Linked DNA regions of Canis lupus: region 2 is linked to region 1. Evidence: chromatin contacts called from public Hi-C data. All regions are on one chromosome and are shown on one strand. Each heading gives the region's core, a stretch centred on a gene start, on an enhancer-like site or on the middle of the called end of the contact. The rest is flanking DNA. Distances are from core to core; before and after follow the strand shown.

What was found. Hi-C and Micro-C count contacts between places; a contact is called where the count stands out from the background.
Region 2: a Hi-C map of amygdala shows a contact between it and region 1, with 4 times the contacts expected there. The contact joins two enhancer-like sites. A contact is called at or near these places in 3 of 9 Hi-C or Micro-C datasets (amygdala, blood and skin fibroblasts).

The regions. Positions count from the first base shown.
Region 1 is chr7:38,977,737-38,982,743 of UU_Cfam_GSD_1.0, reverse strand. No RefSeq gene overlaps it. Among named protein-coding and RNA genes, the nearest start is that of SRP9, 5.6 kb to the right of the region's middle. Within about 2 kb of position 2,188, at least 7 of the 20 cell types and tissues checked have an H3K27ac peak or open chromatin away from gene starts, as enhancers often do.
Region 2 is chr7:39,135,902-39,140,908 of UU_Cfam_GSD_1.0, reverse strand. It overlaps ENAH (protein enabled homolog), which reads right to left. Exons shown (of 16, transcript XM_038542832.1): 3 at 4,311-4,488. Among named protein-coding and RNA genes, the nearest start is that of ENAH, 82 kb to the right of the region's middle. Within about 2 kb of position 2,153, at least 3 of the 20 cell types and tissues checked have an H3K27ac peak or open chromatin away from gene starts, as enhancers often do.

The sequences.
Region 1 (5,007 bases), core at 939-3,438:
TCCCTCTCCTCCTGCTTGTGCTCTCTCACTACCTCTGTCTCTCTCAAATAAATAAATAAAATCTTTAAAAAAAATTAAAAAGACACAGTCTTTTTAAGGGTGGGGTGGGAGGAATGAGAGCACATTGCCCATGAGGTCTCCAGGGCCACTGCCCCCTTTTAGCACTCTCTCCCAAGTGGCCGTGTGGGGCATCTCTGCTACTAAGCTCATGGAACTCCAGGCATCCCCCCCCCCGCCAGGGAAGGCTGCACCTGCTCCCCAAAATCTTGTCTCTATGCCTTTGTTCACACCCTCTGCATCCAAAAGCCTGGCCATTCTGCTTATCACCATCTGACCTTTGTCCTCAAAACCTAGCACCCCTGTGCAGCTTTTCCTGATTCCCACCCACAGGAAACCTGTGCCTTACCAGCTCAGCAGAATTATGACTTGATTGTAAACGCTGCTTATTATAGCTTAGCCCTGTGCCCAGACGCTGCTGTTCCTGTGCTGGGCCAACCCCCACCACTCCTCTCATGAAACCCAGATGAGTACCAAGTAGGCTCTCAGGACATGTGGATTGAGGGGACTGAATGACAGGACAGACATCGCAGCTGGGATCAATCAGGAGCCTGCAGTCACCACTGCCTGGGCCACCCAGAGGGTTTCCAAAGCACAGCCCGCCGCTGAGTGGAGATGTCATCTGATTTATTAATTAATGCAAACAGTTCATCCAAATGCTCCAGGGCATGGTTAGGGAAAAAATCCAGAACATTTAAAAAATGATAAAAATAGCATTTACCAGCCTAGAAATAAGTGCCCGTCCTTTCTTTCCAGGGCCGTCCCCTCCTGCCCCCCGAGTCCCCCACCAGCTGGTTGTCCTCTTTCCCCACTGGCACTTCTTTGGTGATTAACAGAACTCCTGCCAGTGCTAACTGGGTTAATGCAGTGGCTCTCCTGCAGCCCAGCCCAGCACACGGGCTGTCTTCCCTATACCTGCCTCTCATCTGTTCCAGGCTCACTACTCTGCAACAACCATCCCCATTGTCTCCCACATCTGGGACTTTGGGGTTTCAAGTGAATCTCCCTAAGGCAGAGAACAGAAGATGCTGCTATTTGGGTTTGTCTGGCGGACAATGAAGCCATTCTCTGGGGCCTGTGGGCAGTGCAAGGGAACCTGAGCAGTGATGGGACCCAGGCCAGGGAGGGGAGCACACAGGGGTAAAATCCTGACCTTTCCTTCCCAGCTACTGGGGTTTACATTTCATTTCAATCAATTTCAGATGCAACTGGCAAGCCAGGAGCTTAGGGATCTTGGGGCACCTCCCCGCCTTAAAACAGCCAGCAGCAGGGCTTGGGCAGATCTGACCTGGCCTGCCCCAGCTGCCTCCAGAGAAGGAAACACTGGGGGTGGTTTTTGATCAGAACCTGTTCCTTCTCAACACACGTGGGGTGGGGGGGAAGCTTTTCTCCCTGTTCATGAGATGTTTTCATTCTGCTTAAATCTGCTTCACCCAAAAGAGATCATGACCTGCCCCAGAGCACCTGGCTGGCTCAGTGTAGAGCCTGCTACTATTGATCTCAGGGTAGTAAGTTCAAGCCCCACGTTGGGCGTGGAGCTACTTGAGGAGGCGGGTGGGGGGGAGGCATCAGGATCATTACCTACCCAACGTACGGCAACGTCAGCATTCTCAGAGCAGCATGTACCTGGGGCGCCTAGAGACAGCCTCCAGGAGCTCTGAGCTCACCTGGGGAATGCCTTTACCCTCGGGGGAGCTTCTGTGGCTTCTGAGCACCCCTTCAGCCTGGCTCCTAGGAAGGAGCGTTGTCTCTTAGGGTAACTTCTTGCTCTACCTTTGTCCCTCCCAGCCGCAAGGCAATCCTACTGTCCCCGGGGCAGCTCCAGGGCTTCAGCCCACAGGCTGGGGTGGTTGGGGTGTGCCGGAGGTGGGTCCCTGGGGCAGCCCTGGGCTACCCCCTCGGACACACCAGGGAGACCTGGTGGCCTTTTATACAGTCTCACCTTATAGGGTTTGGTCTTGAGCTCTGGCCGAGCCCGCCCCATGCACCTGGGAGGGAGGGAATGCTTAGATCTGCCCCACTCCCCAGCGTGCCAGGCACCCGTGATCATGGATGCTCCATAAACGCTCATTCAGCTTTGCCTTCAGCTTTGTCATCTTGCCTCACCCCTGTGCCCTCTGCTCTCGGTAGCCTGGAAGCTTCCTGCACCCGGCTTTGCTGTCACGGCAGCCCCGGAATGGTGCTCAATAAGTCATTAATGAATTAAACTGGGTTGGAGGTTCCTGGCAAACAAGCAAGCTCTCAGGCGGTCTCCAGAAAGGAAGCGTTATTTGAACAAAATGTAACCAAAGGTACAGCGGCTTCCCTGGCTAAGCTGGGCAGAAGGCTGGCTCCCCAGGGACCAGATCCTTCGGGGGCAGCGCCCTGGACTTTCTGCACACCACTGCCCCCCGCTGGACGCTGGGCCCACGCTGCTGGGGCCACATCCGTCTGTCGGTCAGTAGCAGGCCGCCCTGGGTCTCCTTCCTTCCCCACTCTGGACACAGCCACCCGACCAACCGGTTTCTCGGTTGGCTCCTCTTACCCTATTTGTTTCGCTTTGACTCCACGTAACCCAGGAAGGTACTGGAGGAACAGCAGCTGCTTTGACTCCTGGCACATAGTGGCTTCCACGAACACCGCCTGAAAACCAACATAACAACCCACAGCCTCTGGCAAGCTGCGGCGTCAAGGACTGTTACTGATTATTAACCTGAGAATCCCTTGTAGGACCTACACCTGCTTGTGAACTAGAACCCCCTAGGGTGCTGACCATGTTTGGAAGTCACCCCAGGAAACAAGAAGGCTTCAAGCAGGACAGTTCAGTTGGTCATTTCTATCTTAAAAACAATAAAACCTTTCTCCTTTGGGGGAAGATCAAGGTAAAGGGAAGTCCACACATGCTCTGCCAGATTCGTGGCTTACACTGCTCTCTCCTCCCCCGTGACACGCTTCCTATCTCCGGTGACAGGGATTCATGGATTTGCCTTATTATTTCTGCCCTGACCTCATTCACTTAAAGGACTTCGCCCAGCACACGACTGGCCCATAGAAGGTCTGTAAGGCACAGGTACTGAATTCCTGGTGGTCAAACCCAGGATAGGAGTGGCTTAATTTGCAAAGAGCAATAGTAAAATAGGCAAAAAAGAAGGCATCACAAGCATCACTCATAAATTGCTATGGTTTGCTGAGAAGTTACGTTCATCTCCCCAAGTGGAACTTGGGTTAGCCAAGGGCCTGACAGGCATTGATACAAGAGTCAGGCTCAGGGAGGAGGGCAGAGCTGAGCAGAAATCCGGGACGGGGTGCGTATGGCCCAGGAAGAACCATAGAGGGTGAGCTCCATCTGGTGCCTCTGGCCCACTGCTGGCGGAGCTGGGGGTGCTGGGGACCAGCAGAGAGCCAGAGCCGTAAGGCCCCAAGGGGAGAAGGCAGGCAAGGGAGAAGGAGGTCAGAAAAGCCAGCGGCTGGGGAGGTTTTAAGACGGCAGGGTGGCCAGTGCCTTAAGTGCAGCTGAATAATCTAGTCAAGGGATTGAGAGTTGCCTGTGAGAAGGGCAACGTGAAGGTCAGTGGGGACCCAGCTCAGGGGATCAATGGAAGTGCGATGCTGGGAATCCCGAAGACAGGACAGTGATCAAGGAGGCAAAGGCTTTTGGTTTCCACCTTGTGCCCAGGCTCCCTTCCATGGGTCCAGCTCCCCTCTTACTACTGGTTACAATTTCTAAAAATCAAAATTAATCATACCTCTTCCTATTGTGTTTAACACCTGCTGGCTTGCCACTGGCTGCCCAATGAAGAGCAAAGTCCTGTGCCAGTCAGTCTGTGGAGTATAATTTATTCTTAGATTTGGTGTCTTTCTTTCTTTCTTTCTTTTTTTCTTTCTTTCTTTCTTTTCTTTTTTTTTCTTTTCTTTCTTCTTTTTCTTTCTTTTTTTAAGATTTTGGGTTTTTGGAGTTTGTTATCTTTATTTTTAAGATTGTATTTATTTATTCATGAAAGACACAGAGAGAGTCAGAGACATAGGCAGAGGGAGAAGCAGGCTCCCTTCAGGGAGGCCTAGATGCGGAACTTGATCCCAGGATCCCGGGATCACGACCTGAGCTGAAGGCAGATGCTCAACCACTGAGCCACCCAGGAGCCCCAAGATTTTGGTTTTTAAGTAATCTCTACTCCCATCCATGAGATCAAGAATCTCATGTGCTACAGGCTAAGCTGGCCAGGCACCCCTCAAACTTGGTTTCTTCATCAGCTAGAGAGGACAGTCGCACAGATCCATAATCCCTTGTCCAGAATCCTTGAAGCCACATGTGTTTGGGAATCCACAGCTTGTTGGATTACACAAAGGGAATATGGCACGCTTGCCATGCACCATGTGATGCCACAAACAGAGACCGGGCTCCACCCTGTCCTCAAACACACCAGGTAGGACAATTAAAAACTCCAAACAACCTTCTAAGAGGTCAACTTTTTTACCAATGGAGTTACTAAGATACTTTTGTTTGTCGGAGCTTTTCAGACTTTCAGAATTGTGATAAGGGCTGGAGAACTGCCCTCACAGGGTTGTTTTAATGCCCAGATGGGATCCATGGGTGTGAAAATGAAGCCAAGTACAATTAATAAGGGGCACTCTCAGATAGCCTTTCCCAAGCCATGTCTCTACAGCTGGAAAACAACCTGCTTTAAAGAATGCATTGAGTGTAGTGGGGGGGACACTGGAATGTTCCAGGGCAGTTCCCCTCACACCATCCTGGTTTCTCTGTCTTCAGGGGCTGGAGCTGCGCCAAGCTCAGGGATGCAGGAACCCCCAGTGCTGGGCACCCTCACCAATGAAATCCCTGATCCACTGTCCCCTCCTCCCAAAGCTATGGTCTCTAGGAGGCAAGGACTGGATCTGCCTTACACTTGCCCAAGGTAGACATTTGACATACATTATGTCCCTCATTGTGACAGAAGGCAAAGGTGTCATTGT
Region 2 (5,007 bases), core at 904-3,403, 160 kb before region 1:
CAGAACAATGTCCTCAAGGGTACAGCAGCAGGAAGTAAAAGTGTCACCTCCTCCTCTGCTTCTCACCTTGCTGTGACTGTTTCATTTCAGGGCACCACCTATCTTCCCCACGGCATCACACCCTAACCTGGCCATACCTGGGCCCCATGCTCACCCGCCCATCACGATCAACCTAAAGCACGGACCTGGTCACATAAATGCGCACCTGGCACCCTTCACAGGCTGTGTCCCACTGACCCTGCACAGGGCCATGCACAGCCCTCAGCAGGATACCACGCTCTTCCCAACCTTCCCCACCTTTTCTCTTGGAATTTCTCTCCTCCGTAAATTCTCATGCCCAGGCCACAACACAGCCTCTCTGTTGTCTCCCAATGGTTCCCATCCCATCTAGAATGTTCTTCTACCGCTGCCAAGGCCTACGCTTTCTCCAAGATATGTCTCCAGCGTCATCTGCTCTTCGAATCTCCCTTGGACCCCAGAGTTTTCTTTGTGCGGACCCCACTCATAGCATCTCACACATTGTATCCTAATGTGCTGATCTTGTTTCCCGTAGCCGAAAGCCCGGAGGGCAAGGGACAGGCCTCATCCTGTTAGCATTATTCCTCATGCCTGACACAGAACCTATGCTCAAAACACACTTGATGACATCTATGATACAACCACAATATTGGTCTCGTGACTCCTGCGATCTGCAGGGCTGAAAAATAAATGTCTCTATTACCTTAAGGTATTTCTAGAAACTTTTTGAGGTTTCTAAAATCCAATTAATTCTAAAACATATCTCAAAAAGATTTTAAAATGGTGAGATAAAATTCATATAAATGCTCATATGAAAGGTGTATCAGATCAAGTTTCCAGCAAAAAAAAAAAAAAAAATTTAATGGAATCTCTATAAAACTATTTTTAAAATCTAAAATTTTTAAACATGAGATCTCTGTGTTCTCATCTTCAATAGCTATAAAATAAAATCAAGCAAAAGCAGTCTTAGTTAATGGTATAATATTTTAAGGTTTTCTTCTACAAAGGTATGCTTAATCTTGATTGAGAAGAACAAAAGCAGAATATACTTCCTGGCTATGCAGGAAAAAGTGAATTTAAAAAATTATTTCCTATTTTCAAATGCCCTGAACCTTTCACAAAAACAGTGTGCAAATTTACCTCCACTAATCATCGCAAGGACTAACTTTATATTTTATGTAATCCACAACTATTACCTGCAAACCTGCTATAAATGTACCTGACAAACAACACAGAAATAAAAATATCAGTCTGGATAATACCATCTGAAAGTAAGTGTTTAAGTTGAGTCTAACCTTAGAGAAAGGGAAGAGATAAACTGTAGCATTTGGTATAAAAGAAGGAAGGCTAACCCAACTCTTTTTTTAAGAATGTTAGAACATGTGATTTGTGTTTTTTAAATTCCAAATATAACTCGCTGTATTTAGCACCTCCTGTACTTTCCAGTATATTAGATAATTGCACACCAAGTTAAAAACAAAATAAAGGAAAACATTCCTGCCACCCTCCCTTTTCATAAAAGAGATGGAAATTTCACATGCACAGAGTACCTTATAAAGGTCAGTATGAACAGCCCCAAAGAAAGTGGTTTTTTGTCCATTAAAAAAATATTTGGAGGGCTTAGAGAACTCAGGGACAAGGGAGAGGGGAAAGGAGAACCATGCAATTATGGGTTTTGGCAAAACGAATGGGCTGGTACCTTCAGCCCCTGCTCTGGAAAGCTGCATGGTGCCTCAGTGGCTCTGGGCCCTGACCCTCCCACAAATCAGAATGGCACCACAGTTTGTCTGAATGCACTAAGGTTCTATAGGAGATTTTGTTTGAACAAGGCTGTGCATAACTTTAAAAAGCCTAAAATCACTCAGAAGAATAAACCAACGTTCAGTGAATAATACTGATATTAATAGCTAAAAAATAACAAAATGAACAGAAGTATTCAATATGGAAAAATAGTTTTAAAACATGGCAAACCATTAAGCAGCAGGAAAGACTACTGTCTGCAGTCACTTTACCTTTAGAAATGTTTGTTTCTGTGGCTTCTGATCAGAGGTTTACTGGGTATATTGTTTGCTTAGGGAGGGGACATGCCAGTGAACTTTTTTCAAGGTGGTTTTGGCAGGGAAGACAATAGATGGTTTCAGCAAGGAACTGGCTGTGAACCCAAAGCAAACAGCTGTGGAAGGGGAAGGCATGCTCAGGATGAGAGGTGACATTATTGGGTTTGTTTAAGCAGCCAAGTCAAGTCCACTAAGTGATCCTGGGGTGGGGGACACAACCATCCTACTGTGGAGACCTACAGAGAAAATGACACTCTTCTGGATTCTTCTGATTCTTCACCTCCTGCGCCTCTATTTCCAAGCCAGTTAGTGCCATCAAAGATCAGAAATTAGAGTCTAGCTACAGTTAATTATGAAGAAAGTCATTATCTAAATACATCAACCATTCCACATGCTTTCTTTTCTCTGATGAAACTGCTACAAAACCAAGTGGCAGGGCCATGGTGCAGGGAGATGGTTACAATGGGCCCACCTGTTCTGCCACTATCCTCCTCCCCTTGGCCCATGGCACGAAAGGCTTGTTGTGACCCTGAACAGAACAAAATCTCACAATCATCTAAGAAGAATCTATTGAATTTGTCTGCCTTACCAAAATGTTCACAATTATAGTGAGATGGTGGGCAATTTTTCCATTTGCCAAACTTTCTAGAATGTGGAAATTATAAGAGAATGTAACTGAGTCTCTCCACACTAAGACTCATCAATTTCAAAAGACAAAGATCAGAAGGGAAAACATTAGTGTTTACATTCTGAAAGCAAACTACAGGACTCCACACTTAAAAACAATCTTTTCCATTTGGTTAAAAACAAATAGATGACAAGATGAAAAACAATCGTCTAGTTTCTAACATCCACAGACACTCTTTTGAAGGTTTAGAAATAAAAATGCTATTTTGCTTCAAACATGCAGAAGCCAAATGTCACTGTCCTAAACACACCCACTACACTTTGGGACTTTAATTATTCATTATGCAGCTGGCCTCTTTACAGAATAAGAGCCACAATCCTAGTTTCTCCCCTACAGTGAGACCACAATGAGGGGACATTCTATCCCTGCAGCAGAAGGCTGACAAGAGACCAATGCGTGGCCACTCAATCTACACCCAAGACTATGCACACCCAAGGGCTTTCCTGTGCTACGTTCTGGACTTACTGAAGCTCCAGAGGTTTATCTTCTCAAAACAGATAAGATGTAAGAGCTATGTCCCAATTATTTATAAAAAATCTTAATTTCCTCAAAAGACCTCCTATCAATCATCTTATAGGCATAAAAAGGTGGTTTTGGCAAGATTCCAAAATGTCGTCTTGCTCTGAAATTTCTATCTGAAATAGACTAATCTATGGGCTAGATGCTTCAATGCTTCTTAGAATAAGTCATGGTATAAATAAAACTTGACATATCTATAACAAGCTTTGAAACTGTACCTTCAACAAAGTATCAAAAATTAATCTGTCTCTCCTCTTAAGATACATAAATAAATTTTGCTTCTGGCACATTTATATCATCAACATCACTACTAAGTATACAACAAAGGCAAAAGTAATCGTATTTACATTGTTTTACATATAACACTTATTTTTAGGATATAAAATCTATCTCCCCAAAGAGATAACCACACATCGGTATATTTCATTTTCGATTTTGTGAACCAAAGCTAAATCACATCTCTGAGACATACACAATTTTAAACCCTGGGTTTTTAAACAGTACAATTATTTCCACTTCTCTTTTTCACTACCACACAGTATCAGAAGGGATGCAATTCATGGCGCATACCACCTGAGGGCACTCCTAAAATCTTTAAACAACTTTCAGAATCAAGGTCTCTTCTGTGCAAGGATGAAGGAAACCCAGTCCTACATGAAGTTCATGGGCTTGGAAGTGACTTAAAAAACATATTTCGGAAAGCATGTGTTTCTTCATATAAAGGTGAGATGACGATAAATACACAATTTCTATCCACTGCATATTCTCTGAGGTTCACATCCATGCAATAAAAGCTAAGGTTCTAGAGTAGGAGGATCATAACCATCTTCAAAGGAGAAGGTTAAAAACTTACTGACTAACCAATCTTGTAAGATTATCCTTCTAAACTGTATGTCTATCATCAAGAAACCAAAGTTCACACTTCTGAGGGAAACAACAGAAATTTAAGAATTACTTCAAACATTATTTCACATACACATACACAGGGCACTTGAGTTGGAAGAAACAAGTAAACCAAGATACCGTACCTGTTTCCTGTGAATTCAACACCTCTAAGGCATGCATCATGGCACTTGCGAAGACATTGGCATCCTCCTTGCTGCCAAAGTTGAGGCCATACACCTGTCTGGCATCTCGCCACTGGTGGAAGGTCTGTGTAGCCTGATTGTACTTCAACCCCTTAGGGATGGCGCAATTTATCACCACCTGAAAGACAGTGATTCCTCACAGAGTCAACCTAATACTTGGCAGAACCAACAAATCCTGATAGGATGTACTTAAACCTGTTCCGCCCAGATCTTGGCCAAAAAAAAAAAAAAAAAAAAGTTAAAAATCATTCTCTTGGGTAAAGTCAGTCAAGTCAGTCAGCAGAAATAACAGTCTGATGATGGAAGGTAAGGTGTCTGATGTTACAAAGATCTGGCCATAACCAGAAATCTATACCCTCATTAAAAATCTATACCCTCATTAAATATATCTTAACATGCTTATCGAAATATTAATTCAGAAAGCATATAAAACATAAACAGTGAACAGTCCCACGTAGCCAAATCCTGATCAAGAAATAAGAATGTCAACACCAGAAACTTCCTTCATAAGTCCTCCGCCTCCCCAAAGGTACTAGCTACAGTTCTAGCATCACAGATTAGTTCTGCGGGTCTCCAAATTTTATGTAAAGCAGAGTTACACAGTACATACTGTGACATGCCCACTCTATCCTTCACA